Linked DNA regions of Mus musculus: all the other regions are linked to region 1. A link is a contact called in public HiCAR-type, HiChIP or PLAC-seq and promoter capture Hi-C data. All regions are on one chromosome and are shown on one strand. The core of a region is the stretch at or near the end of the contact, and the rest is flanking DNA. Distances in the headings are between cores, read along the strand shown.

Evidence for each region. Promoter capture Hi-C pulls out the DNA fragments that hold promoters and counts their contacts. HiCAR-type assays count read pairs that join an accessible place to other places. HiChIP or PLAC-seq counts read pairs in DNA pulled down with a chosen protein or histone mark. Capture Hi-C pulls out chosen DNA fragments and counts their contacts.
Region 2: a contact with region 1 is called in a promoter capture Hi-C map of liver, with 3 times the contacts expected there. The contact joins the promoter of Stat1 here to the promoter of Stk17b in region 1. A contact is called at or near these places in 1 of 39 promoter capture datasets (liver), 2 of 115 datasets of contacts at active chromatin or transcription factors (pro-B cells and regulatory T cell precursor) and 2 of 9 other capture datasets (adipose tissue and liver).
Region 3: a contact with region 1 is called in an H3K4me3 HiChIP or PLAC-seq map of the 230-238 cell line, with 4 times the contacts expected there. The contact joins the promoter of Nab1 here to the promoter of Stk17b in region 1. A contact is called at or near these places in 1 of 39 promoter capture datasets (pre-B cells) and 1 of 115 datasets of contacts at active chromatin or transcription factors (the 230-238 cell line).
Region 4: a HiCAR-type map of astrocytes shows a contact between it and region 1, with 2.6 times the contacts expected there. The contact joins the promoter of Coq10b here to the promoter of Stk17b in region 1. A contact is called at or near these places in 2 of 39 promoter capture datasets (liver and pre-B cells), 1 of 484 Hi-C or Micro-C datasets (uterus), 3 of 115 datasets of contacts at active chromatin or transcription factors (astrocytes, double positive thymocytes and regulatory T cell precursor) and 1 of 9 other capture datasets (adipose tissue).
Region 5: a promoter capture Hi-C map of pre-B cells shows a contact between it and region 1, with 4 times the contacts expected there. The contact joins the promoter of Nemp2 here to the promoter of Stk17b in region 1. A contact is called at or near these places in 2 of 39 promoter capture datasets (embryonic stem cells and pre-B cells) and 2 of 115 datasets of contacts at active chromatin or transcription factors (cardiomyocytes and pro-B cells).
Region 6: a contact with region 1 is called in a promoter capture Hi-C map of liver, with 2.8 times the contacts expected there. The contact joins the promoter of Ankrd44 here to the promoter of Stk17b in region 1. A contact is called at or near these places in 1 of 39 promoter capture datasets (the C10 cell line), 4 of 484 Hi-C or Micro-C datasets (B cells, CD4 T cells, CD8 T cells and 1 more), 1 of 115 datasets of contacts at active chromatin or transcription factors (the 230-238 cell line) and 1 of 9 other capture datasets (liver).

Annotation. Positions count from the first base shown.
Region 1 is chr1:53,782,963-53,787,525 of GRCm38.p6, reverse strand. It overlaps Stk17b (serine/threonine kinase 17b (apoptosis-inducing)), which reads left to right and starts at 2,311. Exons shown (of 8, transcript NM_133810.3): 1 at 2,311-2,452.
Region 2 is chr1:52,117,328-52,121,890 of GRCm38.p6, reverse strand. It overlaps Stat1 (signal transducer and activator of transcription 1), which reads right to left and starts at 2,453. Exons shown (of 25, transcript NM_009283.4): 1 at 2,268-2,453; 2 at 1,819-1,979.
Region 3 is chr1:52,498,626-52,503,188 of GRCm38.p6, reverse strand. Nab1 (Ngfi-A binding protein 1) reads left to right here and starts at 2,741. Exons shown (of 8, transcript NM_008667.3): 1 at 2,741-2,979. It also overlaps the pseudogene Gm5976.
Region 4 is chr1:55,050,463-55,055,025 of GRCm38.p6, reverse strand. Coq10b (coenzyme Q10B) reads right to left here and starts at 2,256. Exons shown (of 5, transcript NM_001039710.1): 1 at 2,036-2,256. The coding sequence starts at 2,151.
Region 5 is chr1:52,628,041-52,632,603 of GRCm38.p6, reverse strand. It overlaps Nemp2 (nuclear envelope integral membrane protein 2), which reads right to left and starts at 1,899. Exons shown (of 9, transcript NM_001142647.1): 1 at 1,753-1,899. The coding sequence starts at 1,846.
Region 6 is chr1:54,924,476-54,929,038 of GRCm38.p6, reverse strand. It overlaps Ankrd44 (ankyrin repeat domain 44), which reads left to right and starts at 2,652. Exons shown (of 28, transcript NM_001081433.3): 1 at 2,652-2,899. The coding sequence starts at 2,873.

The DNA.
Region 1 (4,563 bases), core at 1,062-3,561:
ATGAACTGTATATCTGGTATTGTAAGTGAAATAAACCTCTTTGTTCCCTAAGTTGCTTAGGGCAGATGTTAGGACAAAAATGAGTCTGGAACAGGAGCATTAAAGTAGCACATAGGTCAATGTCTGTCACGTACCAGTGAATTCCAGGTGAGCACGCTGGAAGCAACAATGAGTTTGATTGCTGGAGAAGGCAACCTGCTTACAAAATTAAATAAAATGCAAGACGACTGCTTAAAAGCTGGTGACAATGGGGATGGGGGTGGAGCTGATGACAAGAAGAGGGTGGTGGTGGTGGTGGCAGAGAAACTCATTGGTCAAGAGCACTTGCTGCTTTTGTAGAGGAGCAGAGCTCAGTTTCTAGTACCCACATCAGGTAGCTGATGACATTTAACTCCAGCTCCGGGTGGGTGTTGGGGGCAACACCTTTAACCTCCTCTGGCACACTCACCCATACACAAACACTCCTCACATAATGAAACGTCGTTTTTGTTTGTTTGTTTGTTTGTTTGTTTGTCTGTCTTGTTTTTAATAAGCTGGCAATGGGCTGGGGAGCTGTCTCAGTTGGTAAAAATGATGACCATATCACCACAAGGACCACAGTACAGATTCCCATGTCAAAAGCTGTACACATGGTACCTGATCCTGTCACCTGTAAGTCCAGTGGATACAGGTAGATGGACCCATGGAAATCACTGGTCAGCAGGCCAAGCTGAACTGCTGAACTACAGGTTCAGGGAGAGACTGTTTCAAAAACTAAAGGGAGAGGTATTGAGACTGACACCTGACATTAATGTTTCTGGCCTCCACGTGCACATACACAGATACACACAACCCCACATAAACACACACAACACGGCCTCTACATTCAAAAGCCGGAGATCAAGGAATTGTTTAAGTTTAAAACAGTTACAAACATCTAAACACCAAAAACGATCACAAGGAACTCCAAGAGGGCACTGGCTAAGCCTTGGTACTGACACTTTTGGATGCAGCTGCTGTTTCCTGGAAGAAAGTATGGGAACAATCTCATTGGTTTGTGGACACCTTAACATTTATGCTTCCCTGGCTAAAAAGATGCAACATTATCCATTTGACAACACTTAAAGAATCAATACATTATACTGAGGCCTGTCTAAATAACAACACAGACCTCATGAAATGGTTTTGATAACTTTAAATGCATGTGTCCTGGGACATACACTGCTTGGAAGGGCAAGCAGATGGCTTGAAGAAATCTTGGTTAAATGTGACAGGGGAAGAACATAAAATGGTTGCTAAGATGTTCTAAAAGCAAGAGAGTTCCACTCACAGAATTTTTCCCAATAGTTTTTTATACCTACTAAAAAAGTACCCTTCAGCAGTTCTAGATTCTATGTGTAGATGCTACATATAAACGTATAAGTAACCTAGGATCTTATATGTATGTAAACCTACTGTATCTAGCACGAAACTTTCAGTTTTTAAACAGTCTTCAATAGTTAACAGATCTGGGGGCCTGGGGGTGGAACTTAGAAGTGGAACCCTTGCTAAGCATGTGAAAGGCCCTGTGTTCTAACACTGCTAAGAAAGAAAGAGAGAGAGAGAGAGAGAGAGAGAGAGAGGGAGGGAGGGAGGGAGGGAGGGAGGGAGGGAGGAAGAAAGAAAGAAAGAAAGAAAGAAAGAAAGAAAGAAAGAAAGAAAGAAAGAAAGAAAGAAAGAAAGAAAGAAAGAAAGAAAGAAAGTAGCAATGGGCATTGAGCAGGTACAAGTTTTCCTCATTTCCCCTACCACAGTAAACCAGCAATTAGTTCATCTTCAGATTCTCCTACAGTGTCTTGAGCTAGTTAGTGTCTTAAGACATCCAGCTGTAGAGACTAGGATCCTGGAGTCCTATTTATGGCTTCAAGAACCCATAGCAAGCTGGAATCTCTATTTGTAGGGTAGGTTCAGGAGGTAAGGAAGAGGACAAGGAAGATTTGAAACACAGAACTTTAATCATCACAAGTCAAAGAGCCCGGACATCGGCTTCTTTCATCTCTTGTGTCCCGATACTTACACATCCCGGAACTACTCTGAAGGTGGAAAAAGTGGGAAAAGAGGCGCGGACCCCCCCCCCCCCCCAACCCGGCCTGCACACTGTCCAGTTCTAGGCTACATCCAGCAACCAAGTCTTCAGGCGCTCGGCGCTCCGCCCACTCCCCGCCCCCCTCCTGAGGCCCGGCCTCACAGCACGCGCTGCCGGCCGCCGCCCCGCCCCGCCCCCACGTGACAACCCCACCCTCCGTAATCGCTCCGATTGGCTCTTGGGCAGCAGAGGGCGGAGTCTGTGTCGAAGTACAGTGTCCCAGACGCGGCTGCACTTTTCAAACCTCAACTGTAAGAAGCGTCGGTCAGCGTCTGTGCGGTCGCCGCCGGGAGTCGCCTCACAGGGGCCTGGCTGACGGCGACCAGCCGTTGTGGGGAAGAGTGCGAGGTGAGCCCGTGTAGCCGTGGCCCGGTCGGAGGGAGGGCAGAACCCGCGACGGCGCGGAGCTGCGGCGGAGCGGTCGGTGTGGGGGCGCGGGGACCCTGCGGCGAGCCCGAAGGCCAGAGCCGGCGTCCCTGAGCGCGGCCATGCCCGATAGCCTCCGCGGCGTCTCGACGTGGTCCTCCGGGTGGCTCCGGGGCTCGCGTGCTGTGGGCGCGGGACGCCTTCACGTCGGGGCGGGTGGACGCGTCCGGCCAGCAGCCTGGGAGAAACTTTGCGGTCATCGCGTGGGCCGCTGTCAGTCCCGGCGTGGGGAGCCACAGCTGTTTCCGTGACTTTTTGGCTTTAAAGCAGTGGGAATTCTTCTGTACTTGTGACCCATCCTCAGACTAGACAGCCACATCATGGCCACGGTCTGGATCTTTATCCCGACTCGGCCTTACCGTGGGAAAAGCGCTTAATTTGGCTTCACTCTCGGGATATAGATGAGTGGAGACAAAGTTGAAAGAAACTTCACGGCCGGCCGGCTGGTGGCTAGTGGCCGTGGCTGTGCTGGGACTAGAGAAGCGCTGGCTTCAGCTTGCAAGTTGGAATTAAGAAATACTTCTGAAAGCCTAGGAATTTCAACCATAATCATTAGCTTGCAGTGTGACATTCACTGAGGGTTTGGCTGACGTCATGTTTACATACATGGTACCGATAACACCGAACCTCGCCGGCAGGTTTGATACCGTGTGGACTTTTTAAGTGTTCAAGACTGGGAGAGAGGCTGTGCCTTGAGCAGCAAGGTCTGCAGAGGTAACGAGGCAAGTGGAGGCATATGTAACATGGAATTTAGAACTCCAGGAGCACAGTTTTATTATGGAGAGATATAAACTCCTTTCTCATTGGTACAGTCTTCACAGTGAGATGCCCAGAAATGGTTTTCAACAACTTCATAAAAATTGAATCACAGTGCCTTAAAATTGTGTATATTAAAAAACACTAGTCCATGGAAATCGTGACCAAATTTTAGACCTGTCTTTTCACCTAATCTTTTTGATATTAATTTAATTTTTTGGTAGTTTTAATATTTCAAGTAATTGGTTTTTTTGAGATACACATACATTTTAGATAATTTTCTGGAATGAAGGTTTACTATTAAAGTAAATTTACTTACATGACAGTATGCTTAAGTTAGAGAAGTAATATTTCTGTGATTTCAAAATTTTTTGTATGTGGATAGATTGGTAATAGTTTTTCTTGGATTTTTTTTTTTTTTTTTTTTTAAAGTAAGAATTTAGTTTCAGGAGATGGCTCTGCTGGGAAAGGTTCTTGACACCAACTCAAATGTCCTTATCCCCAGGGCCTACATGGTAGAAAGAGAAAACCTACACTTACAGCTTGTCCTCTGACCTCTAAACTTGCATGTAATAAAATATTAAGAAAAAAATTACATTTTGGTTAAGGTAGAAGTGGCATTTTAGTAGAAACTTCATAAATCAACAGTCTACCATTTATATCTAAATTAATGTCTATAGACAATGTAGGCATTTAATGGCAGACACTTCTAATTTCATTTTTCAGTGTGTATTGACAGTGAACAGTTTGTCATTGGGGTTAAGTGAACGTATAACCATGTTTTCATTGGTTTGTTTTGTAGCTGCTTGACAATTATAAGGAAGAATTTCTGTGTCAAAATCTCCCAGTTTTTTAGAGACTCAGTTTAAAACTAAATTTTCTCAAGATATGATATATTATAATGCTTATTTCCTGTGTCTAAAATTCTTACCTCCTGCATCTTGACATTTACTCTACACTTGAGTCTTGCTTGCCAGTTTTAAAGGCTTTTTGTCTTTTGAGACAGGGTCTCACTTTATAGACTTAGCTGGCTTTGAACTCAAGAGATCTGCCTGGCTCTGCCTTCCAAGTTCTGAAATTAAAGGCCCGCACTATCAGCTCAATTTTGATTATTTGTCTACTTATATGGCACTGTTGGGGACTGAACCTATGCCTTGTGCATGCAAGTTGGTACTCTGCCAAAAGAGCTATATATGCAACTACACATAGTTTATATTATCTATACCAGACTATTTTGAAAAGGATGTGTTTTTGAACTGAGTTCAAGACAGAGAAAT
Region 2 (4,563 bases), core at 1,204-3,703, 1.7 Mb after region 1:
ATTGGAAAGCTGGTATTTTATGACTATTCCATTTTACCTATTGTATGTGCGCTTGGGTATGTGTACACATGTGCCCCACCACATACGTGGAGGTCAGAGGATGGCCTGCAGGAGCAGGTTTCCTCCTTCCACCTGGGAGTCCTAGGAACAAGATCAAGTCCTCCAGTGTGGCAGCAAGACCTTCTACCCACTGAACCATCTCTTTCGATTAAGGTGACATTTTATAGTTATGATTCATAAAGTATTTTTGCTAAACACATTTTAAAAGAAATAGTTTTTCTTTTGTGCCTCCAGTAAACAATAAATCTGGCACAAAGAAGTCCCAAATCTCAATAGTGATTTTTTTAATGTGTTTTATGTTTGTTGTACAGGCAGACACATGTCGAGGTCAAAGTTAGTATCAGGATATCAGCCTCAATCTTTTCTCCAGTTTATTTTTTTGAGACAAGCTCGCCAGCAAACTCTGTGCTCCCCAACACTGAAGTCACAGAGGCATGTCACTATACCTGCCTTTTTTCTTTTGAATGTTGGTGATCCAAATTCAGGTTCTCATACTTGCACAGCTAGAACTACCTGCAGTAAGCCATGTTCAAGACCACACCTGAACTCATAGCACTTGGGAAAGCTGAGGCAAGAAGGCCACAAGTTCAAGGTCAGCCTGAGATGAATACTGAGCGCTTCTGAGGCTACACAGTGAGTCACTGGCTCAGAAAAAGAAATGTCTTTTTTTTTCATACAGCATTGCCAAATGCCATTTGAAAGAATAAAGTAATATTTGTCTCGTCAGATAAACATGAAGTCAGTTTTTATATTGTAATCCTAAAGGTTAAAAATTATAGCAATCCCTAAATTAAGGAAGTCTTGAGATAGAAACAAGTTACCTGTGACAATCATGTAACGGGATACACACCACTACACAATGGCACCACCACAATTCAGAGTGGGAGACTGTAGTAGCGCCAGACCTCTGAGGAAAGGTCTGTACTCTGATGGAGCATATGGGACTGTATGGATAAATACTTGTTTTCAAACACTCATGTGCAGGAATGAAGTCATGTCTGCTGCACAAATGCCCCTTCAAAGGATAATAAGGAAATGTCTACACTACAAAGCAAGCCGCCATTTCAAATACCATTGGAAAGGACTCCAGCCCACCACTGTGGCATGTCTGTAAACCTGAGACTGGCAAGACAGTCCTTAAACACCTGGCTCAGAGTCTGGAGTTGGCTCTTTCCTGTTTTCATGCCTCCAACAAACATTCTATCCTCCCGGTCTAGCCCGTTCTGCACAGACCACATTGTTTCCAACAATCTAGCAGAATTCCGTATAGATGGTACTTCTTCCTAAAACTGTCTATCCCTCCCACACATAACTTTCTTTGGCCTGTACCAGGCTGCCATTTGCACGGTTTTTAGCGCATGAACTTTCCACAGGAAGCTTGCTGTCTGCACGCATCAGAGCCTCTGAGGGGATATATTTTGCTATCAGCGTCCTCTGGACCCTACAGCGCCGGGCATATAGCCTAAGTGTTACTGAGCACAGAACCGTTTGTTCCGCTGAAACCTTGTATGTATCAGAAGGCGTAGGAAAGCAAAAGGCAAACCCCATGATGAACCTACAAGTCTGAGTCCTCATTGATCAATCAGGGCTCAAGTCATTCCTGCCAGATAAAAGCAATCTTCACCCATCCATTCACCTATCCCTAAACTTTTAGGTAGTGTTCGGGAGTATTTTAGATAGTGATTATACCATTAGTGGTTCTGCGGAACCTAAATACCACCTTTAAGTTTCAGAAAACCGGTAAGGGCTGATACATACTGAGATTCCAAATGCTTCCGTTCCCACGTAGACTTACTGGGCTGTCTCCGGGTGCAGGTTCGGGATTCAACACAAGCAATCACCACACACAGCAAGTTATATGCCAGTTGCATGCGCGGCGGCGTGGCGCCGGCTCAGGGTATGGAGCAGAGCTGAAACGACTGCAAAAAGAAGAAAATGTTACAGTGGTGGAAAGGGGCTGGAGGCAAGGCGAGCAAAGGTTAAGCGGGAAGGTGCAGTGTCTTCCGGGAGAAATGTCTATTGCACAAGTCATTTTACCCTAGAAGTGAGAACGGCAGGATAAGAGAGCCAAGCAGCGCCAAGAGTTGGGCAAGCGATCCGGCTCCTGGCGTTCTCTCTGCGGGATGACAGGTCACCTGTGGGCAGCAGACCCCAGGTCCGAGGAGAGGGCGCCCCACTTCCACCCGCACCCGCACCCGGATCCGCACCTGGCTCTCACTCACTCACTGCACGCAGGAGCTCGAGTCTGGGCAAATCTCTCTGCGCCGCTCAGCAGTGTCCCAAGTGGGTCTGAGGGGCGCGGTCCCGGAGGTCTCCAGGGAGCTTTGACAGACTCGGCGCTGAAAACCGAAAGTACCGGGCAGGAAAAAAGGCTAGAGGGCGTCCCGCCTCCTTCCGCCTCAGCCAATCAGCGGCAGAGATTGGCCGGCTGTTCCATCAGCGCACCGTCCCCCCCCCCTCGGCTGCTTGGCCTTCCTGGTCCGCGCGCTCCCTACCCGGCGTGCGAAACTTGGGGCGCCGCTGTGCGGTGCAAACCGCAGACAGGGGGTTGTGTTTACAAGGTTGGAAACTATAGGCTTGCGCAAGCTCAGTCTTGGAGATCCTGCATTAAGTAGGCGCATCACTGCGGGATTCAGAATTGGGGACTAGAGATTAACCTTCACGCTACTAAAGCCAGGGAGCTTAATTTACCAATTTGAAAACATTCAATACTTGCCTTTAACTCAGCAGCTACAGAGAACTTGCTCTTGCAGAGGACAGGGCTTGGATTTGCAGTGCCTGCGTAATGGTTCCCAACTCCAGTTCCAGGAGTCTAGTGCCCTCTTCGGACCTCCACTGACGTCAACCAAGCCTGCAAGAAGTACACATACACGCAAGCAAAACAAAAATGTCATGAAATAAAATAAATAATTCTAACTAATATGTTTAAGAAAAATAAAGCTTTACACAATTGACACCTCCATTACCGAAACTTTTGTCCCGCTTAGCCATCATGATGACAGGACCTCTTTGCTTCTTCCTTTCTCGCAGGACATCCCTCTGTCCCCCATCTCCATTATTAAACTACTAAACCAGAATGTGAGTCTCTTATCTACCCTTCTCCCGTTGTGCCTTTGATGACTGTCCCTGTAACTTCCATGTCCTGGAGCACTCCTAGATGTATACACACCCACTGCTTTCTTCCAAGTGTCACAGTTACCCTGTCCTTGGATATCTACTGAGTCTGTAAACCAACTGTACTCAAAACACAGGTTCCTCCTCATACCCCGTCTTAGTCTGGAACGGATGAGGGCCAAGCCATAGACGTTGCCCATTTAGTCCCGGACACTTGGTCCTCGAGCCTCGGTTGGTCTAGCTCCTGTTTCTACCTCTTCCACCACCCCGTCCTCTTACCTGGATCATTGCTGTGGCTTTTCTGGTGACTGCTTGACTTTGGCTTTTCACTCCCTTTTAATTTATCTGCCATACACTCATTTGGGTGATTTTTTTTTAAATCTAATTGCAATGCTGATCATGTCATGCCAATCTAAAAATTTCATGATGGCTTTTCTTGCTTGGTCTTAGACAATTCAAATTTCTCAATATATTCTCTAAAGCCATGTTCCCCTATCACTTTCTTTAATCTCAGCTTGTGCTACTCTGTTTTCATTGCTTAGTACAGCATTTTTATTCTTTGAATAAGCAAAACTCTTTCCCCAAACTCAATCTTCTCACCAGCAGTGTTCTCTTTGAAAAGTCCTCTAAGCCAACATCTGTATTCTCAAATTCTTTGAGGAGTCACTAACTCATGTTAAAATCTAGGATCAATTGGGTGCTGATGGCAGACAGCATTAATCCCAGTACTAAGCAGGCAGAGGTAAGCTGATTCCTGTAAGTTCGAGGCCAGCCTAGTCTAAAGAGTGAGTTCCAGGACAGCCAGGGCTACACTGAGAAACCCTGTCTTGAAAAACCCAAAATCAACCAACCAACCAAAGAACAAACAAAAACCCCTCAGATCAAATGTCACTTTTCTACATAGATATCACAGAGGACCAACTAGGTCTTCTTAGAATGCACACCTAGAGAATCAATTGTTTCCTTGAAACAGATGGAATTTGAATCATGCCTTGAACAGCACCACTTTAGTTGGCAAAAGATCTAAGTAATTTCCCAAGGATGTGTATATATGTGTGCACGTATATTATAGCCTTTATAGATGGATATAGTCTATTTTCTTGTCACACGTGCACCCTCACAAAGGCATCACAGAACTGACTCCTGGTCAAGATCGTCCACAAATGTCCCTGCCTTTCTTCCTGTTTGGTGGTTGTCTAATGACCCAATCACATTTGTTTATATTTTCTCTCAAGGTTTTCATATTTTTGAAGTGTCCAAGTCTTATTATCTGTAAGAGTTACAGTTTCTGGAAGGAAATCACTTTCTTATTTTGTAGGTACCACCGTGTAAGACATCAGCTGTTAAACTGGTCAGGGGAAAGCCTGTCTCACTATGTCTCAATCCTCC
Region 3 (4,563 bases), core at 1,492-3,991, 1.3 Mb after region 1:
GAGAGGCCCTTGGTTGTTGAAGAGTCCCTATCCCAACTCGGCGCCCAACACTGAGCATCTCCCTCAAAATTTCCATTCCAGAACCCCAAAACAACAGGAGAGGCCTGGGGACCCCTCCCTACTCTCTTGAATACCATCAATAAAGTTCACTGCACACACACACACACCCCAAAAAAGAGAAATGTTCAGGTATCCTTAAGGCTCTTTCTGGAATGTGGGATGAGACAGGAACCTCCCATTTTAAAGAATTTTAGTTCTATTTCACTGTGACATGGATTCAAGGGAGTGCCAAGTTGATAGTTGTGTTGATAGTCCATGAATCTATTAATATAGGAAATAAAGAATTGAAGAGAAACAGATCATGTTCCTTAGCTTTTAGGCTTTCTTTTGATCTTTTATTTTTGCTGTTTTATAGAAAAGTTCTGGGAACAGAACCATGGTTTAAACTGTGGTTTAACCACGGTTATTTGTGTCCTCAGAACTTAACTTTGGTATTTAATTAACACTTAACAAGACGTACTGGAGAAAATGAGTAATTTAAGCATACAGGTATTTATGGTAAAATCAAACCAGAAGAAACAAAGCTACTGCAGGGTTCTTTTTAACAAAAGATATCCAAATGGTCTCAAGAAGAACCATTTGTGTTGCCACGTTCTCTTAGAACTGCCTGGGACTGCCTCCAAGAAATTCTAAAACGGTCTAATCTCTCCCAGAGGGCCTTCAGAGAACAACCCCACTCCATAATTGTTACCTTACAGAATGTATCCCTTCTCCTCCCACTAAGGCACCAAGGAGCTAGAAGACCTCCACTCTGAGAGCAGGGAGGTGGAGTTTAGGAATGGGAAGGACGGCATGCACAGAATCAATGCTTTCTCCTCCAACTTGTCTCACATACAGGTGAACATCTCAGGCCTGTCGAACAGTCCTGTTGACTACAGTGTGCCCATAAAGAACCTGATGCCTAAAAGCTTAAAATTTTTTTCTTTCATTTTCTTTCCTCCCACCACCTCTCCCAGAAACCATAGGGCATTTAAGCAAAGCATAGTGGGCCCAGAATGCCATTCTTAATGTGGGAAGAACACACTATCTAATGTGCCCAGAACATAAACAAGGAAGGACTTGAGTGGTTAACTGTAAAAAGGATCAGCCCCAGACACATTTCCTTGTCGGTATAGCCTTCAGCAGGGCAGAAGCACGCCCTACCGGAGCACAGCATGCAATTTGGACTCAATTCTGGAGAACGCTGTGCAGTGCAGGTGAGCTCACCAAGTTGACTAATCACTAACTGCGTGGCATAAAGCTACACGCACCCCTCCCCCTAGGCTTTTCAGAAGCAACAATGTTTGCAAACCATCAGAGTTCCCAGTGAAGAATTAGAAGAATTTTGCGGATTTCATTGCTCGACTACCCATTAACCTCTACCTTTCCACACCGGCCAAGAAATTGTCTCAGTAGCCCTGACTGTACTACAACCACCCAAATTAAATTCCTCTTCGCTGAGCAGGAGCATAAACACTGACAATTGGAGTGGCAGGGAGACACTTGTAGCTGTTATTTCTTCTGAAGAATTTGAGGAACTAAGAATAATTATTTAAAATACCAACTATTCTAGACAGGCTTGTCACTAACAGGGAAGATATTTCAGCTTAAATGTATACTTAACCATGTAACTATATGTTTATATATTTATGCATTTAAGTACATATCTATTCCATTGACATCACTCATTTGTAGAACATGTTTTTACAAAAAGAAAAAATGGTTTATTTAATAAGGTCTTTTTCTTTCAATATTATCATCCCACCCATTGTTGCAACATAAAGATGTGGTTTAAAGAATTTCTCTTCTCAAAGAATGCCTTGTATCCCCTTCAACCAAGTAGGCACACTCTGGGAGGCCAGCCAGGAAGTGGGAACGGCCTCCTATATAAAACTGGATTTTTATATGTACATTAAAACAGGATTCTACCTGTATTGCAGTAAGAGCACACCATTAAAACTTGAATTCTTTTCTTTGAAACCCCCTCCCCAAGGAAGGCAAAAATAGATTTAATTTTTTTCCCCTTAAAATTTTGGCAATAGCTTTAGCTTTTGAGGTGCTGTAACACTTTCTTTGGCTAGAAAAGTTTATGCAAACCAAGCTCAAAATGTCTACACCTTGCCTTAAGAACTCTATTTTGACACGCTCAAGACAGCACCAGGAGTGTGTCATTTGCCTACAGGAAGACAACAGAGAATGGCCTGTAAAGTAACACAAGGTTTCCAGACATGAAAAGGGTGTCATTAAGCCACCAGGCCAGAGTTTCCCTTTCCTCCCTCCTCAAACCAGGCCTGGGCGAGGGTGGGGACAGGGTGGAGTGGGCGAGGAGGGACAGGTCCGCACCGCACCTGCGGTTCTGTACCCCCCCCACCCCCTCCCTCCTGGGCGGGCCCGGTGCGGGGCTTGGCAGGCAGCGCTGTCCGCGGATCCACGGAAGCCTCCTCCTCCTCCGACCCGCGCGCGCGCCCCCACCCGCGCGCTCCCAGCTGCCGTGGGAATGGGCCACCCCCGGGACCGCGCCGAGCCTCAGCCCCGCCGGCCCCCACCCCCGCCCCGCGGCCGCCCACGCCGGGATCTGCGTCACTCGGCCGCGCGTGGGCGGGAGCCGGAGCGGCGAATGGAGCAAGAGCGGAATCTCCCGATGTGACAGCGCGCGGGGCGGGGCGGGGGCGGCGGAGGTGGCGGGGGAGGGAGAGGGAGAGGCCGAGGGAGGGGCGGCGGGAGAGGCCTAGGGAGGGCGCCCGGGGCCGCCGCCGCCCGCCTCCGCCCGAGCCTCCGCCCGCGCGACCGAGCGAGCGCCGTCGGGGCGGGCGGGGGACGGAGCGCGCGCCCACCGCGTCCCTGCCCCCCTCGATGGGCGCGGGGGCGTCCCGGCCGCCGCAGCCGCCGCAGGAGCCCGGCAGAGCCGTCGTCGCGGAGCGCGCCGCAGCTGCGGGCCGCGTAGGTACCGGGAGGGCCTCGAGATGGAGCGGGGGGCGCGGACGCGTGGCTCGGCGGGGCCGTCGCGTCCTGCCGGGCGGGGGGCGCGGGCTGTGCGGGGAGGACGCGCTCGCGGGCCCGCGTGGGGTGCCAGCTCCGGGGCGACCAGGGACTTCCGAAAAGTGCCGCTGAGTCTCCGCTTTCTTCCTGTTATCCGCCCCTTCCTACTGTAGTTGTGTTTTCAGAGCGGAAGGAGAGTTTTGCTTGGAAGTGGCTTTCAGAAACTTGGCACCCAGGTGCAGGGAAGCGGGAGTCGCCGAGCCTTTGAGGCTGAGTGGGGAATGTGCAGACACGTGTAGGACAGAGAAGCTTTGGACGCAGGTGTGTGACCTTACGGGGACAGACACCGAAGTACGGTCAACCCGGGAGATCTGCAAGGAATCTCCTGGGTAGAGCTGGAATTTGCGTCTGTAGGTTGAGCTGACCAAGTTTTGCAGCGGGCGACCAGCGGGAACCGTGCCCTGGCTCAGGGAGGCTTGGGAAATTTTGGATTGCCTGCTAATTTACAATTTGATCCGAAAGAGCTGGTTTGGAGTAAGTTGTCACTACCGATTGGTTTGCCAGTGACGTGCCTGCCAACTTTACGGAGTGCAAAGATCAGAATCTCTAAGGAGATTCTAAGATCTCGTATAAAAATATTTTGGCAGTTTTAATAGTTAATATTAGATTGCATAGGAGCAGAGGAACCGAATTTAAAATAAGATTAGTCACATCCGAAATGGTTCGCTGTTTTGTACACGCAGCGAATTACCCTTTTTAAATATTCACTTTTTGAAAAATCTTTCTTTGTACAATATATGTTATGACATTTATAATTCATCTGCCGGTTTTAAGAAGAGATACTGGAGAGAGGATGTATAGGGTCCATTGTATCGGATAGCCGACCAGGGTGGAGGCTATCTTCCTGAGATTCAAAGAGCTGCTTCACACCCAGCTTCTGTGCCAGCACAAGTGACTTGGATTGAAGGTTTCTTCCTCCAGCTTGCATCTTTTGAGACATTTAATTCTGTTCTTTCAGTAAGCTCAAGCAGATAAATAAGTATGCTGTTGAGAATTTGTAGATAGGCAGTGCAGTCAGCCTTCTTCATCTCTGTTTCCAGTTTAGATACTGGAACATTACATCTTGAAAGAAAATAATTTCAAGAAGTGCTAGGGAGATAATTTGTTTCTTTCTTTCTTTCTTTCTTTTCTTTTTCTTTTTTTTTTTTTTTTTTTTTTTTTTTTTTGACTTGACCATCTTATGCTTAGCCTGCCATTCCACTACTGAGCATGCTTTTTCTCTCCTGAGGCCCAGTCTCCTGTTGTGTGGGACTGTATTAGTGACAGCATGGGGCACTGGAAATTTTACTTCATTCTGTCCTTTAGTTGTGAATATATTTCAGATGACAAATTCTTAAGATTCATCTAGATGATACAGAAAATTTTAGTGAGCTATTATGCCTAATAAATTTCATCAAGTACGTAGATTATAATTGCATAATCATACCTAAACTAAAAGTTTTTCTTTTGTTGCTGATTAATAACAACCATGCCCTATAGAAAACC
Region 4 (4,563 bases), core at 1,007-3,506, 1.3 Mb before region 1:
CCTGTGTGTCAGTCTCCTCCAGTGCTAGGATTACAGGCATGCATAACCAACCTAGATAATAAGCCTTTTTAAAATGTTATTTGTAATTATGAGCATGTGTCTGTGTATGGGTATGTGCTTGTGAGTAATGGCGACTGAGAAGGCCAGAGGCCTTGGCTCTCCTGGAGCTGGAGTTGAAGGTATATATGAGACTTGTTCTTAGATAATAGAGGGTCCAGGTATGATGGCATACTTGTCTTCAATCCCAATACTCAAGAGGCAGGTGGATCTCTGCCTGTTCCAGGCCAGTCAGGGCTACACCATGGGACTCTTGTCTCTTAAAAAAAAAAAAAAAATGTTGCTCACAGGCAGAACATTTGCCTACCATGCATAAGGCCCTGAATTCCTGCCAGAAGAAAGACACACAAAAATTACTAAGATGCCTGTTCCTAAAGAGAAGAACTTAGAGTCAAGTTGAGTGGGAAATTTATATACAATACCAGGTTTTGTAACAAATTCATACATTGGTTTCTTAAGCCCCACAAGATACCCTTACCTAATCCTGATCATACTCCTAAGAAAACCACATATGCTTAAAACAAATTAACAGGTTTCCTGATCAGTATGCCTATTTGGTTATACTGCTCTGGGCAATACATCTATTTCACACACTATTAAGCGTTAGGGGTTGAGAGCTCAATGATAGAGCTGGTTGACATGTTCATGGCCCTGGGTTAGATCCAGCACCTCTCCCTTCAACTGCCCCATACAACTAGCTACATACACAGTCAAGCTAACAAGTGAGTACTGTAACATATTGAAAACAGACTTTGTAATCACTAATATTCCAAAACTACTCTCTCAAATAACATATTACATTAAAGGCCAGAACACAAGATAATGTAATACTTTTATGCATTTATATACCATTTTTGTTGCCTTTTTTTTTTTTAGATCCAGTCACTTGGTATTTCCCAGGCTGAGGCTGGTATGGACTTTCTGAGCATGAGCCTCGGACCATAAGCAGCAAAGCAACATTTAATCAGTAATATAAGCAGTATGTCCTGCTTGAAAAGCTATCTTTTGAGGATAAACTACCCGATTTCACAGTTTCAACATGTTTGTGTAAGATTTGGAGATGAAGCATGGCTGCTAGTTTCTGTTTGTTTTTGAGACAAATCTTACCTTGTAGCTCTGGCTGATATGCAACTAGCTACACAGACCAGGCTGGCCTCCAAAGCACCAGACCTGGCCTCTTGGCTGACATTTTAAAGTCTTCATTCAACCAAAATGTTCTGAAACCCAGGCAAGAGTTGGACTTTCTCCTCTGTAATGTATACATATTGATTCATCTCAAATACCAATTTTCTTTTCTTTTGGTCCTGAGACAGGGGCTCACTTTGTAGTTCGGGTTGGCCTTGAACCCACCGCGATACTTACTTGACTTTATTGCTAAAATTACAGGTGTGAGCCGCCACTCTGAGTTAATTTTAATTTTTGAGAATACTTTATTACAGTCTTATTTGTAATAGAAAACTGCATTGTAGACTTATAGTGTCCTTCAGGTCTCTAGGTTCATCTCCACCTAAAGGACCAAGCAGGAAAACCGAGGACAGAGCCATCTTCAAGGTTACAGGACCTCAAAGTTACAGTGTAGTGAAAAAAACAACAGGTCCTCTTTGTTGGCTGTGTTTCATTTTGCAAGCGCTGAGTGGCCGGGGTCAAAGAACTCCACAGCAAGTGAGAGAGCGTCTGACAAGCGGTTCACCGCCAGGACACGCACTCCCACGGCCCGGGAGCCGGCGCTCTCGGGCGCAGTTAAACTTTCCCGACGGCCGCCGCCCACCTCTTGGAGACCGGAAGGGCGGGAGCCGGAGACCCGGCTGCTTGTCCGTCCTCCCACGGCCGTCTCGTCGCTGACTCACCCCGATAATATGAGGTGCACGCAGACCAGCCGGCCGAGCGCCGCGCCCCGGGTCTCCGGAGCCGACTAGGGTCAGCGCCCCGGCCACAGGCCCGTCCCGAACCCGCCGCCCGGAAAACCTCCGCTCGCTACCTGACGTCGCGCGCAGACCCCCGCGCCGGGGCTTCCGTCACGGTGGTCGACTTCGGATGGCACCCCGATGCCACCCTCGCCAGGGCCCTCTGACTGGTCCGAGCTGCCATGATCATCTTTGTGAAGCCGGTAGCCAACGCGGGCACCCGGAACGAGGCGCCGCCCTCAGGCCGGCCTGGAGGGACGGCTCCTGCGCCTCTCAGCCAATCCGGGAGCCCTCTGAGCAGCTGGACACGCCTCTTCCCACTAAGTCCCTCCCAACCCCATGACGCCACGCTGACGCTAGGCTGACGCACGTGTCCAGTGCCGCCTCGGGACAGCCAATCGGGGCGCGGATCTCCGGGACACGCTCTGCTCCTGCCAGGAGTCTGCCACTTATGTAATCTTCGTGACGAACTCCTGGGTTCACCTACGGTCCGGGTTTTTTCCTGGAGCTATTTGGGGTCGAGTCTCGAGGCTCGGCTCGTGAGGGCCGCCCTGCCGGGGGAGGAAAGCCCAGGAGCTGGCTAATTATGTAACTGCCTCCCACACCCACCCCACCCAGCGCTGGCCCAGCGTGTTTTCGCTCCTGCTGCCGAGCCTGGCAGATTTTACTGTGTATTGACGATCTCAAACGGTACCTGCTGTGCTGACCCTGAGGTGTTGTTCAGAGAGCAACTTCGGGTCATACCGCCCCGAACAGGCCCAGTGACCTGTCAGTTCTAGCTGCCTTCTTCATACGTGGCCAAGATATGGTGTAGTGTTGCCTTTATGATCCAGGTTTTTCTCATTCTATACAAAGCAACAATTTTGCTTGCCACATTCAGGGATTGGATGAGGTCCTGACTTACATATAAGGGAGGGGCACACGTAACAAACGCATATGTGAAGGTCAGAGTCTTCCCATGTGGGTCTAAGGAATAAGAACTCACTTAACAGGCTTGCATAGCGATTGTTTTTTTTTAAATGATTAGCCATCTCACTGACTCTAATACAGTTTTTTAAAAAATAGAATTATATTTTATTACTATATGAATGTACGTGTGTGATGTGTGTTTGGCTTATGAAAGTCAGACGGCACATTTGTGAAGTCACCTCTTCACCTTCCATCTTTATGTGGGTTCCTGGAGATTCAATTTGAGTCATCAGACTTGCACAGCAAGTTCTACCCAGTAGGCCATCCTGCCTGCTGCATTTGGTTAGCAGAGCTTGAGGAATAAATGAGATTGTTGGTTAAACATAGGCAATAATATATTTTGAAAGACTTACTAGATGTTGGAGGTGTGAATGAGTCTGTCTCCTCACATAGCTCATATTCCAAAAGGGAAGATAGAACTAATGTGTACTGCATTATCGGGTAATTATGTGACTTGTATGTGGTGGTTTGAATATGCTTAGCCCATGGGAAGTGGTACTATTAGGAAGTGTAGCATTGTTGGAGTAGGTTTGGGCTTGTTGGAGGAGGTGAGTCACTGTAGGAGTGAGCTTTGAGGTCCAAAGCTTAAGCTTTGGCCAGAGCAGAAGAGACCCTCCTCCTGGCTGCCTGGAAAAGGGCATCTCTTCCCACCTGCTTCTGAGTCAAGATGTAGAACTCTTGGCTTCTCCAGGACATGTTTGACTGTACACTGTCATGCTTCGTGCCGTGATAATGGACAGAACCTCTGAAATCAGCCTCAATTAAATGTTGTCCTTTATAAAAAGTTGCTTTGGTCATGGTGTCTCTTCATACCAATAGAAACCCTAAGATGTGGAGAAAAAAAAAAAAAGAGTAGAGCACAGTGTGCTGTGCCTGTAATCCTGGCACTAGAGATACTGAAAGAAAAACTACCCAGGCTAGATTGAACTGCACAGGGAGATGCTTAAAAACATTGAAAATGAAATGATGATGTAGCTGGAGAGATAGTTCAACAACTAAGAGCTGCTATTGCAGGGGAGACCAGTTCCATTGCCAGAATTGATGTTAGGCAGCTCACAACATCAGTAACAGTTCGAGGATATCTGTTAACCTCTCCTGTTCTCTGCAGGCACTGACACACACACACACACACACACACACACACACTAAGGGTAAGGACTAGGGAGGTCTCTCAAGATAAAGGTGCTTTTGGCTAAGCCTGACAACACATGCTATAAATTCTTAAAAGCTTTACAAATAAAAATTAATCTTTACTTAAATCCCAGCACTCAGGAGGCAGAGGCAGGCATATCTGTGTGAGTTTGAGGCCAGCTCAGTTTAAAGAATGAGTTCCAACACAGCAAGGGCTACACCAAGACACCCTGTCTGGAAAAACACTAAATAGATAAATAAGTAAATATTTTAAAATCACTGTAAGAAGAAGGAAAGAGAAGAAAAAAACATTAAATAAATAAATTAGGTGGGTTGCTGTTTTTATTCGTTTATCCTGATTTATACAAAGCCTCTCTCATGCCCATTCTTGAGCTCAGGGAATCCTCCTCTATCAGCTTACTAAATAGCTGGGATGACAGAAGACTAATATTTTATATAGGATGGGCAGGTGGACCTCTGAGACCGTGATACTGAATGTATT
Region 5 (4,563 bases), core at 650-3,149, 1.2 Mb after region 1:
ATTTCACTTGCTGAGGCTTCAAGTTTTTGTGTTCAACCAAGGTCTGAAAATATTAAATGAAAAAAATCTTTCAAAGTAGAAATATGTAAGTTCAAATAATTTTTCCACAATATTTTATTGTAATGAATTGTAATAACTATCTCTTGCTCTGATTTATAATTATAAATCTCTTGCTGTGATATGTAATGTACACACACACACACACACACACACACACTGGGTGGGGGGGGGCATGTAAGGTTCGGTACTGCAGTGCTTTTTTAAAAAATACATTCCCTGTGGGTGAGAGAGATTATTGTCTAGCTGTCTCATCACAGGCCCCTCATAAGACCATAGCTTTTACAGTAGCAGCAGTTCTTAGACCTAGCCAACCAAGGGTTCCCAAGGTGTCACTCAACACTGCAGGACAGTGATCCCCTCCTATGTGAACGTAAGGAATATCTGGAATGGCAAGACAGAAGTTGCCATTTTCTTTTCAGCTGTGAACTGGAATTTTATCATCTCCTGGGTATCTTACACTTCTCAGAAAGAAAGTCCTGGTGAACATTTACATGCGTCTTTAACACAACTGAGGACTATTAAGCTAGGCGCAACAGTACAGCTCTGAAAACCCTTCACCTGGGAGGTAGAGGCAGGAATGTTGTACAGCCAAGGCCAGCCTGGTCTATGTAAAAATCTCCAGATCTGCTAGGGCTATATGGTGACCCATACAGCAGCAAAACTTGAAAAACTGAGTTCCTTGAAGCAAATAAAAGGAGCAGAAATAATACCTGTGTGCCCTGGAGAATACGACACCTACAGGTTAAATCAACAACTGCACTAGAGCCCAAGATTCTGAATCTATATAACTACTTCTACCCCTCTGCTGCCACGCCCAGGAGCCCTCCTCCTCAAACTGTTTTATATTTTCACAAGTACCTATTATATTTACTACCAATTCTTTGTTCTCTAGCATGTAAAATGGGCATATATGAATAATCAGTATAAGACAATGCAGTTAGAGCAAATCAGCCCTGCATAGCACAAAATAGTTAATTAACACATTCCTGTTCAATGAAAAGCTGACCACAGACCGTCCCCTAAGGTGTAACTCACTGCAAGATACCAGTATGGGCACAAGGTGTGACAGAAGCTAATAACTGCTTACTGAACATCCATTCTCTCTTTCAGTCTTAGACACCCTACTAACTTTGTCGGTGTCGGAATATTATCCAATTGAAAGTCTGTATCTTGACAGCCTCCCTTGAGTCTGTAAGTGACCATGTAATGAAGAATACAAACAAGCAATCTTTTGAAGGATGTAGTGAATGGTAGAAATAAATGTTAAACTCGTGGAGACTGCGTTTTGCTGCTACAGCTTTCTGAGCCAGAATCTTAAGCACCCCAAACAGTCTGAGTAGCTCACTGAGACTTCCTGTGCACCTGGTTCAATGCTGGAGCATCAGCAGTATTTTGCATATGACCAGCTACCCAGGTCACAGCAGCCAATCAGAAACAGAATTTCGGTTCCTTTCTGAAGCTTCTATCCTTCTCTAGCCTTGAGTTTCCTGAGATTTCTGAAGACAGATAAAATAAGGTTTCAGACATAAACTGCAGACAAAGGGCCAGCTGTGCGGTTGTCCAGCGGTGTGATCCTGAACAAACCAAAACACTGAAGTATCCGATGCCCGCAGACAGGGGCGGGGCCTGGCCGCGGCCGCGCGTGACCCTGCGGCGCCGAAAGGAGGCCCCCCCGCCCGGAGCCGGGGTTACCTGACATCGCTGCCTCCTCGTCGTGCACCGCGCTCGCTGGCAGTGTAGCCAGGGGCTGCAGCCAGAGCACCAGCCACCACAACCTAGGCAGCATCGCGGCCAGAGCGGCGGAAGTGGCGCAGCGGACCAAGAGCGGGAAAGCGGAGGGAGGGGATTGCAGGGGCGGAGCCGGCTGCGGCCCCGCCCTTCCGCGGTCCGCCGAGCGGCTCTCCCAGTGGCCTCCAGGGGGCGATCACCTGCCTTCCCGATTCTTGCTCCTGGGCCAGCTTGCAGAGTTGGCGGGCAGTTTAAAACACGCCGGAGCCCCGCGCAGGGTTCTCAGAGCACTGGTGCGGGCCACTCAGAAAGGCAGGCTCTTCACATGCACCCTCTCAGAAATAAGACCAGCAAGCCCCACTTAGACAAAAGCCTGACTTGTTTGTTTGTTTGTCCCTCCTTTCACCTCTTCCTTTTTTTTTTTTTAAGCAACAAGTTGAGAAATTTGGTGCTTAAATAATTTGTGTCTAAGCTCATGAACACAGTATCTTTCAAAAAAAAAAAAAAAACCCAAAAGGGTTATATAAGTTCACTATTAATAAAGTGTTACTTTAATAGAGATCTGGAGGCTGGAGAGATGGTCCAGTGCTTAGGAACACTTATCGCTCTTCCAGAGAACCCATGTTTCCCAGCGTGCACATGGCAGCAGCCCCAAACATATGTAACTACAGTTTCATGGAATCAACTGCCCTCTTCTGAATTCTGCAGACATATGGTACACAGACATACACACAAGCTAAACACCCATACACTTAAATTAAAAAATAAGCCTTCTTTTAAAAATGAGATTGTATTTTTAAAAATTCAAAGATATAGTGAGTGTTCTAAACATAACCAACCTGGCAGAGATGATAGCTCTCTAAAGTCAGCCTATTGAGACAGAAGACTCCAAGAAACTGGAATGCTGCACAGTAAACCACTCTGGGGAGCAGAGAAAGCCACCACCAACCACAAGAGAATAGTCTGTCCTAGAAAGAGACTCACAGTTTCTGAGCCCTATGGTTTATTGATGATCAGGATAATTCTGTGTTAAGAGCAAGCCTTCTTTGGTCTCTGGAAACCTTTCAGTGTGACTTACTATTTCATACTTGAAGTAGGGCAGAAGAGTGTGGTGGTAGTGGACTGTAATCCCACCATTTGAGAAACAGAGTTAATGATGGGTAAGGTGAGCCTAAGTGGCATAGGGGATCCAAGGCTAGTCTGGCTACATGAGACCTAATTTAACCTTCCTCTGATCCCCATCCCTGCCCCACCACACACACAAAGCTAGAGTAAGAAGTTGTGTTCTTTTCTCTAATTCCAGTCTTCCACTAACAGCACTAAGCTCGATATAATAGAAATCTTTTTTTTTTAATAACTCAGCTTCAATTTTTTTTAATGGTCTAAATAGGAAAGAATGTCTCTGAGTTATCTAAAGGAGGCTTTCACCAAATGCCCCGTATATGTGTATACCTAGTATGTGGCTGTAAAAGCTCAGAGTTTTTTTTTTTAAGGAAATTATTAGGGGCTGATTTTTAAAAATAAACCTTCATTATTGGAATCTGTCCTTTATCATTTTTTTTCCCTGGATCCCCTTGGTATGCCTCTTGCAAAGCAACTTTTTGCTCCAATTCTGTTCAAACTGGTTTGGTTAATTTGGGATAATGCTAAGGAAAGCAACTGAAAGAAACATATCACCAAATGACTAATGTACTTTCTTAAAGCTGTCTTCAATAGATAGAGAACAAGCAGAGACATATGTTTGCAGCGCTGATCAAAAAACAAAACAAAACAAAACAAAATTAAACCATCTAATTACTAAATTGGTAGATGAATTGAATAGGTTGTTTTCAAAGGTAAAAATACAAATGGTCAATAAATATTTAATATCCTTAGGTATGGTGGCTATTTTTGGTCATCAACTTGACTACATCTGGAATTAATTTAAACTCAAATGGCTGTGTACACCTTTGAGGAATTTTTCTTTTCATCATTTGAAGTGGGAAGACATACTTTTACTCCAGATCTTTCTTTGTCCTATATAAAGGACATGGAAGAAGGAAGCTTGCTCTTTTTTGTCGCGTCCGCTCTCGACCAGCAAGAACGACACGACCACCAGTCCTTCTAACGGCAGTTTATTCAGCAAACTTCCGTCTTCATCTCTCTCGCTTCAACTTTTTCTTCATCTATCTCCCACGAACCCCGGGCCTCTCACTCTTATATACTCTCAGTCCTCATCCACTCACAGCAGGCCATGTCACCTCACCAAGGCACGCAGCTTCAGCCAATCAGGGCGGCAGGGGCATGTCTCCACCAAATATGGACTTGTTTAAACCACCAGCATCATGGCGCACCTGTGCAGCTCTCACGACGGTTGTGGCTTATTTTCAGGTGTATGAGGAAGTCAGGTGCAAGTCATAAGACTTAGCTGCAGTCCCTGGCGCCTTCTTGGGACTGCTGCCACACCCGCTCCTCACACTTTTTCTGTGATTCCTCTTGCTAAGTCCATTCCTTTACTGTTATCAGAGCCTACCAGAAGACCAGCTGAGACATCCATCCATAGGGACTGAATAATTGCTAGATTCTTGGGCCTCCCATTAATAAACAGCAATTGTTGAAGGAGATGGTGCATAGTAAGCCATTCTATCAGTTCTGTTCCTCTGGAGGTCGCTGACTAATACAGATTTTGATGTCGGGAATGGTTCCAGAGCAACAGAAGTAAGTATAAGGATACATATAACTTTTTAAAGTATCCGGAATAAGCTTTCCAATTGGCTAACATCGACGGTTACCAAA
Region 6 (4,563 bases), core at 1,403-3,902, 1.1 Mb before region 1:
CTTGACCACAATGTATCCATAATGTTACTGCTTAGTCTTCTAGCAGGGTTGGGGCGTATGTATCATTTAGTTGTTGAACTATTCAGCATTTCTTTTTCACTTCTTACCTAATTAAAGCAGGATATTGAATTTTAAAATAAATTTGTGTAAGTAGATAATGTTATGCTTGAATTTCCATTCAGGAAAGTGAAGGCAATGCTAAAGCACTATTAATTATTTCTATGAGAGGAAATGTCTGGTAGGGTTACAGCCTGCTGTGGCGGCTCACACTTGGGATGTAGAAATAGGAGGAGAGAGAGTTCAAGGCCAGATTGCCAGCATTATAGCAAGAGACTAACTCAGAAAAAGAGGGGGTAGGGGGGTAGGGGGACTGACTCTGACTCAAGAACTCATGCATATGCATGTCCACGGTGACCTAAAGCAGATCTTGAGTGAATCTGTCAACGTACATAATTTTTTATCTCTCTTTATAAATATGCTTATATCTAGCCAGGGAATTCCCTGTCCATTTGCTTACAAATCTATGTAAGATACTAGTAAGTTGATGAAAGGCAGCATGAAGAGGTGCTTCACACAAGCAGCAAGCCACCGAGAAGGGTCTTAGGAGCAGCAACTTTGGAGTATGTGTGTCTGCTTCTCACTGGTGGCCGCAGAGACCCTGGATGGTGCTTCCTTGGGCCCCCTTTACTGCAGGAGTAGAATCACAGTGTCTAGGATAGGTAGGAGTAGCTTTGGGATTTAGCTGCTTCACCAGCCAGAGTGGGTTGAGGATAAAGGCCAGGATGCTACCTGACTGCTGGAGCTCCCTTCTCCTATGAGATCTTCGTTGAGGCACTGACAATGGGGAAGAAGAAACCTACAGCTGGTTTGTGAGTGAACTATAGAGGCAGGTGTGGGGCAGGCATTTGATCTTAACCAGGCCCTTTGTAGTTCTGATTTGTTGTTCAACAGTCCCGAAGGTCCTGCTAGGGGTACCAGTGGCTTCTTGGGTGTGGGCTATCTCTCACTTCCCTGCTTAACTTTCTTCTCTAGGTCTCAGCTTTCCCCTCTTTCAGGAAGCCTGCCCTTAGCCACTGGTCTAGTCTGGTCTTTTTTTTTTGTTGTTGTTTGTTTTGTTTTGTTTTGTTTTTTTGAGACAGGGTTTCTCTGTGTAGCCCTGGCTGTCCTGGAACTCACTTTGTAGACCAGGCTGGCCTCGAGCTCAGAAATCTGCCTGCCTCTGTCTCCCGAGTGCTGGGATTAAAGGCATGCGCCACCACGCCCAGCTTAGTCTGGTCTTTTGCTTCCTAAATACTTCTCCTTATGATCCTTTATTTCGGTTTGGAATTATATTAATCTGCAATGCCTATCTGGTTTATATGAGTGCCCTTTGAGAGTAGGCACCTGTCTTACTTACGGGCTCTAGTGTGACAAAAAAAGGAAAAGTGACCAAAAACAACTTGAGGAAGAAAGAATTTGTTTGTACTTCCGCTTCCACATCACAGTTCATCACTGAAGGAAGACAGGGCAGTAACGCAAGGCAGGAACCTGGAAGCAGGAACTGAAGCACATGCCAGGAAGAAGTGCTGCTTACTGGCTTGGTGCTCATGGCTTGCTCAGTCTGCTTTATTATACACCCAAGATTACCCCTACCCAGGGTGACACAACTCACAGAGAGCTGACCCCGACCACATTAATCATCAGTTTTTCTTAATTAATTTTCTTAATGCCCCTACCAGCTTGCTCACGGGTCAATCTGGTGGGAGCCTTTTTAAAAAACAAACAAACAAACAAACAAACAAACAAACAAACCTGAGGCTCCCTCTTCTCAAATGACTGTAGCCCGTGTCAAGTAGAGGTAAAAACTAGCCAGCAGAATATCTTACCTGCTTATGCTCCATTTCTCTCCATGCCCAGTCACTGCCGGAATTTATAAGTGCTTTTCCAGATCGCAGAAATACCAACACTTACTACGGATTGCTACCTCTGTATTAGAAGCCTAATCTGTCGGACAGCTGTCTTCTGTGTGTGTAGGGTGGAAAGTGGGCAGCATGCAACTTACTCTTGTAGGAATAAATCAGCTAGGACTTATTTAATGCAGTAATTTAGTAGGACTCTTTTTTTCCTACTCAGTTTCACCTTCAGTCCCAAGCCTAGGCTACCAAGTTAGGGTAGTGTGTGGTTTAACTAGGAGGTGACCGGAGGGTCACAGCTCCCGTTCCCACCGCTATATGTTTAGAGAAACCCTGGACTCAACAACGCATCCATGGCCTCCTTATATTAAACAAAGAGACTGTCAGCCCAGCGCCTAGGTGGCAGAAATTCGGAGCGCCGGAGCAATCTGATTAGGGAAGAGGTTTAGGGAAAGGGGGTGTGACACAGTCTGCAGGGTGAAAGTTGGTGGCCTGTGAGTAGCAAGCTTTCTGGACCCCTGGGGTGTGTCGGCGAGGGATTGCCCATCGGTGGCGTGCGCGTGGGTGGGATTGCTGGGGAGGGTCAGCGTCAGGCCCCCTCCCCTTTCGGCTGGCTCCTGGCGGAGCGGGGTGCAGGTGTGGGAGGGCGCCGGGGCCGAGGGCTGCGAGGAGCCGCCGCGGGCGGCAGGAGGCAGCGTCGGCCCGGGCGGCGCGAGGCAGCGCGCGGTGATGTCAGTGGCGGCCCGGCTGGCAGCGGCCGGCACTTCCTGTATAAAGGCGGGCGGGCCGGGCTGCGACTCCCGCGAGCCGGGGCTGGGCTCTGAGAGGCAGGCGGCGGCGGCCGAGCAGTGGCGGGGCTGTCACCTTCGCGAGCCCAGCTCCTGGAGCTTTCCCGGGCCGTCCCTTCCGCGTCCCCGGGCTCCCGGCGTTGACATCTGCGGAGCGGAGAGCTGTATGTGCGCGCGCGCGGGAAAGGAAGAATGGCAGTGCTCAAACTCTGCGAGCAGGTAGGGGCGGCGGGGAGCGGAGAAGGGGGCGCGGCGGGCGCCGAGCGAGCGGAGCGCGCCCCGGGCTGTTTACGCGCAGCCTTTGAGCGTGCACGGCCTGCCGCGGGGCTCGGCTCCCGCGCAGTCTCCGCCCTGGGCCGTCGCAAGTGCGCGTTCGCGGCCGGAGAGGGTCGGCGAGATGCGGGAGTGGCCGCCGGACGCGGGGAACGCGGGTCGCAGCCGCACCGGGAGAGGGGAGCCTCGGACTGCGTCGTGCACTCAGGAGCAGTCAGCCTGGGGGTGCTCGGGGGAAGGCTGCCCGTGGGCTCAGGAGGAGGAAGGTGGACGGCGGGAGAGAGGATCTCAGCCTCGCAGCCCCGCTTCCCCAGACCTCTCCCGCGTCAGGCAAGAGACTGGCCGGGATCCCCGCTCCCGTGCAATAGGCTATCTTCATCGGTTGGATAGGACACCCCGACTTCCTCTTTAGTTGCCCAGGGGCTGGGTGTGGGATGTGGGATTGAGGGTGCAGAGAGACGCGAGCTCTCGGCCCAGGTCTCCGAATAGGAGATGGAGTCAGGTCCCAGGCTGAGCTCGCAGGCGCTGGTGCCCCTCAGCTTTGTTGCTTTTTTGACGGAGACATCACACCCGGCAGCCCCAGAGTTCAGCTTGAAGCCATGAAATTATTTATTGAATCCGATTGACAGTCTTTGCTACAGGTCTGGACATTGACACACACGGGAAGTCCAACTAAATTGCCTGAAACACAAAACAAAACAAAACAAAACCTCACAATTCTTTACATGAAAAGGGGGGAAACGTCCCGGTTTATGCATCTACACTGAAATGAACATTGTTTTGGGGGCCTGGTAAGCGAAGAGGCGATCTTGACTTTGATACATGGTGTCAAACAGGCCAGTCCCCTCTATTAAGCACCTCCAACTTCTTAATAGGTTGCATCTGGCGTCTTGCTAGTTAGAATTCAGCCAGAATATTCTGCAACTTAAATGCAACCTTTGCGGTAGTGAGCCACAATGGTTTGTTTTGCCCCTTTAGATTAAATTTACTTCAGCTTGCTTTCCTTAAGTATTTACAGCCCCGCTTTCTTCCCCTCCCCGCCTTGGTTCAGAAGTCACTGAGTTAAAAACTCTGTTAAATTTAGCAGGGAGAGCAGCTGTTAATTGTGTGAACCTGTCCCTCCTCGTTGGCTACTGAGCATTTAAAGTGCTTGTAAATTGATATTAGGATTTTCTCTACCCTTTGTTTCCAATTTTTGCCAACTGTTAGACATCTGCTTATTTTAAGTCTTATGCTGTATTGTGTCCAGAGTCCTGTCAACGATGATGGTACACATTCCCCTACTTTGTTAATTCCTAAGTCTGCAGAGTCGAGTAGAACAACACGGTGCTAGTAGGCATTGGTATGTTAGACATAGGAAAGCATTCGGTGTAGAATTTTACTTAGAAAGATGCTAATCATTTATCCCGAGTTCCTTATTTTCTAAGTAAAACAGCTGACTGGGAAAAGCAAGAGTCTTCCTCAGGAGCCTCAGCTGTCTGCTGGCGGTGTCCACCTCCCAGGCTGCTCTGGAGGCCCTGAGATATCTCTTCTTCCTTTCAGCAGATGTGGTGAGGCAGGGCATGAAGGAGCTTCTTCCCCCAAACACCCCAGCCCTGGTGAAGGGGGTA